2 separate regions of the Mus musculus genome follow, and region 1 is linked to region 2. A link is a contact called in public HiChIP or PLAC-seq data. All regions are on one chromosome and are shown on one strand. The core of a region is the stretch at or near the end of the contact, and the rest is flanking DNA. Distances in the headings are between cores, read along the strand shown. Region 1 overlaps Pxn (paxillin). Region 2 overlaps Sppl3 (signal peptide peptidase 3).

What was found. HiChIP or PLAC-seq counts read pairs in DNA pulled down with a chosen protein or histone mark.
Region 1: a contact with region 2 is called in an H3K27ac HiChIP or PLAC-seq map of microglia, with 4 times the contacts expected there. The contact joins two enhancer-like sites. A contact is called at or near these places in 2 of 115 datasets of contacts at active chromatin or transcription factors (microglia and pancreatic cancer cells).

The regions. Positions count from the first base shown.
Region 1 is chr5:115,520,281-115,523,084 of GRCm38.p6, reverse strand. The region is part of intron 1 of Pxn (paxillin); the gene reads right to left. Among named protein-coding and RNA genes, the nearest start is that of Gm13840, 11 kb to the right of the region's middle. Within about 2 kb of position 1,459, at least 178 of the 459 cell types and tissues checked have an H3K27ac peak or open chromatin away from gene starts, as enhancers often do. A contact at or near this core is called in microglia and pancreatic cancer cells, where this site is marked.
Region 2 is chr5:115,067,497-115,070,410 of GRCm38.p6, reverse strand. All of the region lies in intron 2 of Sppl3 (signal peptide peptidase 3), which reads right to left. Among named protein-coding and RNA genes, the nearest start is that of Rpl37rt, 39 kb to the left of the region's middle. Within about 2 kb of position 1,265, at least 73 of the 459 cell types and tissues checked have an H3K27ac peak or open chromatin away from gene starts, as enhancers often do. A contact at or near this core is called in microglia and pancreatic cancer cells, where this site is marked.

The DNA.
Region 1 (2,804 bases), core at 210-2,709, 450 kb before region 2:
AGGACAGGCCTGTCGGAACGTGGCAAGTGATATCTTGGGGTTATTGACTGGAAAGTAGAAGAAATAGCATAGAGGGCTGATATCTACCCGGCTCTAGTGCTTTAAGGCTTATTACACATAACTATACAGGTTTGTGTCTTTTGTTTGGGAACCAAATGATCTGAGGTGGGGTAGAAATCCCCAAATCATTTTTAAGAGGACACTGCTCCTCCTGCAAATGTGTCAGAGTGTACATGACAGGACCTGTGGCCACCCCTTGGCACTTGAGAGACTGACACAGAGGGGTCCCTTGCGCCTGGGACTGTAAGACCAGACTGAGCAACACTGGGAGACCCTGTCTTCCAAAAGAAAAAGCTAAAGCGGTCCTCTGAGGCAGCTGGAGGGAGCTCTGAACTTTGTCGCTGCCTGCTCCTGACCTGCAGTCATTCGCTGTGGCCCAGGAACAGGTCACTCAGGGAGCCATACTACAGCCACATTGTGAGAGACAGCTTGGAACAGGAGTGATGGTTCACCCAATGAGAATGTCTTTATGGAAAAAAGAAAAAGAAAAAAAAAAAAAAAACAAAACAAAAACAAGAGGAGGCATGGGCCGACTCACTCAGAGATTCTCTCAAGTTCACGGACCAGCTTGGAAAGGCCTACCACAACAAAGGAAACTTCCTGTGAGAAAGGCTGTAAGATGTGGGATTGTTTCCAGATGAGGATCTGCACCCGAGGCCCTGACCCGCTGTCCTCTCCAGGCTGTGGATCACATTCTACACATTCTGGCCATCTGCAGAGCCAGGCGTCCGGGCTGAGGTCACCACTGCAGGTGCTCCAGGCAACTACTTTATTCAACTGAGGAGCAGGAAAGAAGTGTGTGTGTATGGAGGGGGGGCGGGGGGGGGGGGAGACCAGGAAGGGAAAGGACAGGAAGCTTAAGGCGCTTCTGTTAGTCACACACAAGCGGAGGCTCCCGGGTAAAGAGACACATTGTAATTATGAAAGGGTGTCAACCAGAAAAAGTAACCATTTTACGGTGTGTCAGCCAATAGCAGGACTCCAACAGAGGAAGCAAGAAGTCACAGAGATGAAAGAGAAAGAGAAGGAAGCAAAAAGTCAGAGAGTAGAAGCCAGGAACTCAAGAACTGACAAGGAAACAGAGTGCCCTCCTCACCAAGCATGGAGGGAGGAAGACTGGGCGGGCGGCAGAAAACTCCTCCCCCAGCACCACCCCCAGGCCCAGTTGCTCACACTTGACTTTCTGGTGTCCTGCTCGCTCCTATGGTCATAACCTGGTTCAGAGCCACTCCTTCTCCCTCCCACGACTGGCAGGACCCCTGTCTCAATGGCAGCACTGCCGGGCAAGCCCCAATCGACCCACAGATGACTTTCACTTTCACGTGCACAAAATATACACATGCATGCGCCCCAGAATGTCCTCCCACAACGGCGGCCATCCCCCTCATGACAAGCAGGAATCAAAGTCCAGTGTGGCAAGAGGTCACACTGTGACAGCCGAGAGGGGCAGTGTGGGCCCGCAGGTTAAAACACAATCCCCAAGCCGGGAGGTGGTGGTGCATGGCTTTAATCCCAACACTCGGGAGGCAGAGACAGGAGAATTTCTGTGAGTTCGAAGCCAGCCTGGTCTACAGAGTGAGTTTCAGGACAGCCAGGGTTGCACAGAGAAACCCTGTAGCTGGCAGGGGGAGGAGGAGGAGGAGGAAGAGGAAGAGAAGGAGGAGGAGGAGGAGGGAGAAGAAAAGTAACAAACGACACCCAATGTATCCCAGCACCAGCTTAGTGCCGTGAGGCCCTGGGTTCGATTCTCAGCACCGCCAAGAACAGACACAACATAAGCGCTTCAAGTCTGTAATCCCAGCACTGAGGCAGAAGGATCAGAAGTTCACGGTCCTTGGCTACACAGCTAATGTGAGGCCCTCCTGCAACTCGTGAAGACCCCCTCTCAAAAAGAGAAACAAAAGGACCACCCACCAACCCCCTCTGAAGCCCAACACATAAGCAGGAGAAGTGGAGTCGCTCTGACTGAGGGAGGCAGAGGCTAGCGACCCCAGTTCTGGGAGCTGAGAAGGGCTGTTAGCATCCTGCTGCCAGAACATTAGGGGGACATGTCCCGGGCAGGCAAAGTAGGGCAAGGAGAGCACACAGAGCCAGGACAGGACAGAACCAGTGTACTGAACCAGGAGAGCAGGATGTTCAACAATCTACCACCAGCTGCATCAAACCGAGCCCCTTAGTGAGAGGATGACCTTTGACACCCTGGCCCCACACTCGGCCTGAGGGTGGGTGGGGCAGGGAACAGATAACCTGCCTCCTGGCCAACAGTCCTACTCCACAGGCACAAACAGGATGTTTGGAAACCGATGACAAGTGACCTCAGGAAGCCGGTGACAACCACCTCCAGGTGACACGCTTGCTTGTTCCGGCCTGGCCCCTTCAGCAAACCAACTAAAGACACAGAAGGGGCAGGAGGAATTCTAGAACCGCTCAGAACCAAGGCCATCCGAGGCAGTGAGGCAGGAGAGAGCGGCCACCGGCCGTCCAGCGGCTGCCTCAGCCCAAACACGGGGCAAGCCTGCCGGTCAGGAGGGTGACGAGACCACACAGCCACTCCTGTGGCAGAGAACTTTCCAAGCTGGGCAGCGGATGACCAGAAGGGCTCAGGCCGGCAGCCAAGGAGTGTCGGGGCGCAGGCACCGTGGCAGCTCCTTCTCGCCAGCCCCAGAGAAGCCAAAGCAAGGCTGCTGCCCCAGAGCTCATCCGGGATGAGAAGGCGCCCTGAGCAGCTGAGGCGCCAAAAGGCT
Region 2 (2,914 bases), core at 16-2,515:
AACTCTGCAGACAGCCCAGTGCTTGGCTAGCCATTGATCAGTCTATTCTGTCTGCAGAGATGACCCCCCGCCATCACCCCAGCCCTGTCTCACCACCTTAATCTTATTTCTGCTCTACAACATGATATGATGCCTTTACATCAAGATGTTATTACTACACACTCCATTCAAACCGTACCCTGGCTATTTGCTTAACAAAGAGCACATTTGGGTTACTGAAATGAATGTTTAAATGAGCAATGTGGGCTATGAGAACGCTTAGCAGGTCAAAAGCTTATGAGTCTTATCCACACAAATATGAAGGGAGACAATCAACTCTACTAAGAGGTCTTCCACATTTGCCACAAACAGAATTACTCACATACAAATGCATAAACAAGACGGAAGTAAAAAATGATCAACAGAAAGAGGCAAGCACGTATCCAAAATCCCTGCAGCTGGAGGCCGAGGCAAGAGAATTCCCCAAGTTTGCATCAAAAGTGTGAACCAGCCAGGGTTATGTGGTGAGATCCTGTCTTAAAAAAAAGACCTAGACCAATGTTTTCATTTCTACTGATACCAACTATGACTCAAGAGAAGCAGCAGTAGGTCAAGCTTCCAGAGGGGAATGAATATGCAACCAGTGATGCACACAGTCAGCATTCACGATGAAGACACAGGAAATGGCCAGTCTGAGGACAGCCTGGGCTAGACAGCAAAGAAACCCTGTGTGTTTGTTTGTTATTTTATCCTATCCCTCTTCAAAATCATTGAGTGTATTGTGCTCTGACAGTAATATCACTCTCTACCTATGTGGGACTGAATGGTATACTCACAAGATTCCTATCTGCAGTTTTAACCACAGGACCTGAACATGTAAGTGTATTTGCAAACAGTTTTTAAAGAGGTATTATAGGTAAGATAGTTCTTTCTTCTACTCCTCTTAGGGTATCACTGTGCAGGCTTTAGCCTGGTCTAGCAAGCTGGTGTTGAACTCCCAGGTACACCTGCCTCTGCACTGAAAGTGCTAGGACCGAAGGTGTGCACTACCACACCTAGCTTAAAATGCTATTGAGGGAAATAGATAAGCAGATGTGGGCAAGGGAAAGGGAGAGACAGATGGACCTTCCGTCTGCACGGTCAGGAGAGAAGGACCAGTGAAGGCACCATCTACATGTGAAGACCAAACCCACAGGCCAAGGAGAGGAGTCTGGATAAAGCCCATCCTGCTGATATCTTAAAGTTCTCTGCTGTCTAAGCAGCTCAGAGCTGCTGAGTCACCATCTCACCGCAGCTGCCTGACCTTTACCTACTTCCTAAACAAGGAAAAGTAACTGAGGGGTAATCACAATACAAAATATGCAAAATGATGATGATGGCGGCGGCGACGATGATACAAAGCAAGAGGCCCTAGAACCTTTATCCTCTATGAATAAATACATTTACTATAGCTCTCCCGGCCTCCCCCACCTCCGTGTGTGTGTGTGTGGGGGGGGGGTGTACGCTGTATGCAGGAATATACACCCATGTGAGCATCTGTGGAGGCATTTTTGAGACAGGATCTATTACTGGATCAGACTGTCTGGGCTAAGCTGGCTGAATCTGTATTTTTCCATCACCTAACCCTAGTGTTACTGTAGCCACATGCAGTTCTACATGTGTGTGGGAGATGTGAACTCAGATCCTTCTGTTTTCATAGCAAGGGGTCTTTCCCACTGAGCCATCTTCTTCTTTTTTTTCTTTTTCTTTTTTTCTTTTTTTGTTTTTTTTTTTTTGAGACCGGGTTTCTTTGTGTAGCCTTGGCTGTCCTGGGACTCACTCTATAGCCCAGGTTGGCCTTGAACTCAGAAATCTGCCTTCCTCTGCCTCCCAAGTGCTGGGATTAAAAGCGTGCACCACCATGCCAAGCTCCACTGCGCCATCTTTAAAGAAGGACTAACACAGTGCACACAGTTTTTCATGCACTAGTGTGCTAAGGATAGGTTTCAGAGCACCACATAAACTCAGCTACTGCAGCCTCTCCTCCCATCTGATGTCTGCTTTAGATGAGCTGTACACATGCTGCCATATTCCAGACAGGTTATCAAGTCAGCAGCCTTTTACATGACACCGTGGTGGTATGCTGAGCTGGACGGAGTTCAAGTCAACTAATTAGTGTCAAATACCACACTTCATGCCATGTACAAGAGTCTATCATGACACGATAGCAGGAAGTTGTTCAACACACTCTCAATGTCTTAGTAAGGCTTTATTTAGGGTTTGTGCTTTTTGTAAGAAAGGAATAGAATGGTATTCAGCTAAGGTAGGGAAGATGCCTCAGTCAGCACAGCACACAAGCAGGAGGCCCAGAGCACAGCCAGATGCAGCGGCACAGTGTAGAACCCAGTGCTGGTTGCACACAGGAGGATCCTTAGTGCTGACGTCAGTCAGCCTACTTGACCCAGTGAACCCCAGGCTCAGTGAGGGACATCATTTCACAAAGTAAGGTTTGGAGGGCTGTTGAGGAGGACGCTACCGTTATGCACACCCACACAAACATGCACAGGCATCACATACATAAGCCAAAATGAATAATTTAATAAACCCTCAAAATCAGGGTATTATACATGGTTGGCAAGTCAAGTGTTCTAAATTCAGCTACATCCTCACTCTTTTATCTATCTATCTATCTATCTATCTATCTATCTATCTATCTATCTATCTATTTATGGTTTTTCGAGACAGGGTTTCTCTGTATACCCCTGGCTGTCCTGGAACTTACTTCGTAGACCAGGCTGGCCTCAAAACATCCTCACTCTATGAACAGAACTCAACTTACTCTTTAGATTCAAAGGTTTTCCTGAGCAGAGACCTAGGGCTGCTTTGCAAACCCTGCACTGTGTGCAGTAGACAAGGAGAGCTTGGGCTTGCCCAAGGCTGCCTTAGGTCTGACAGA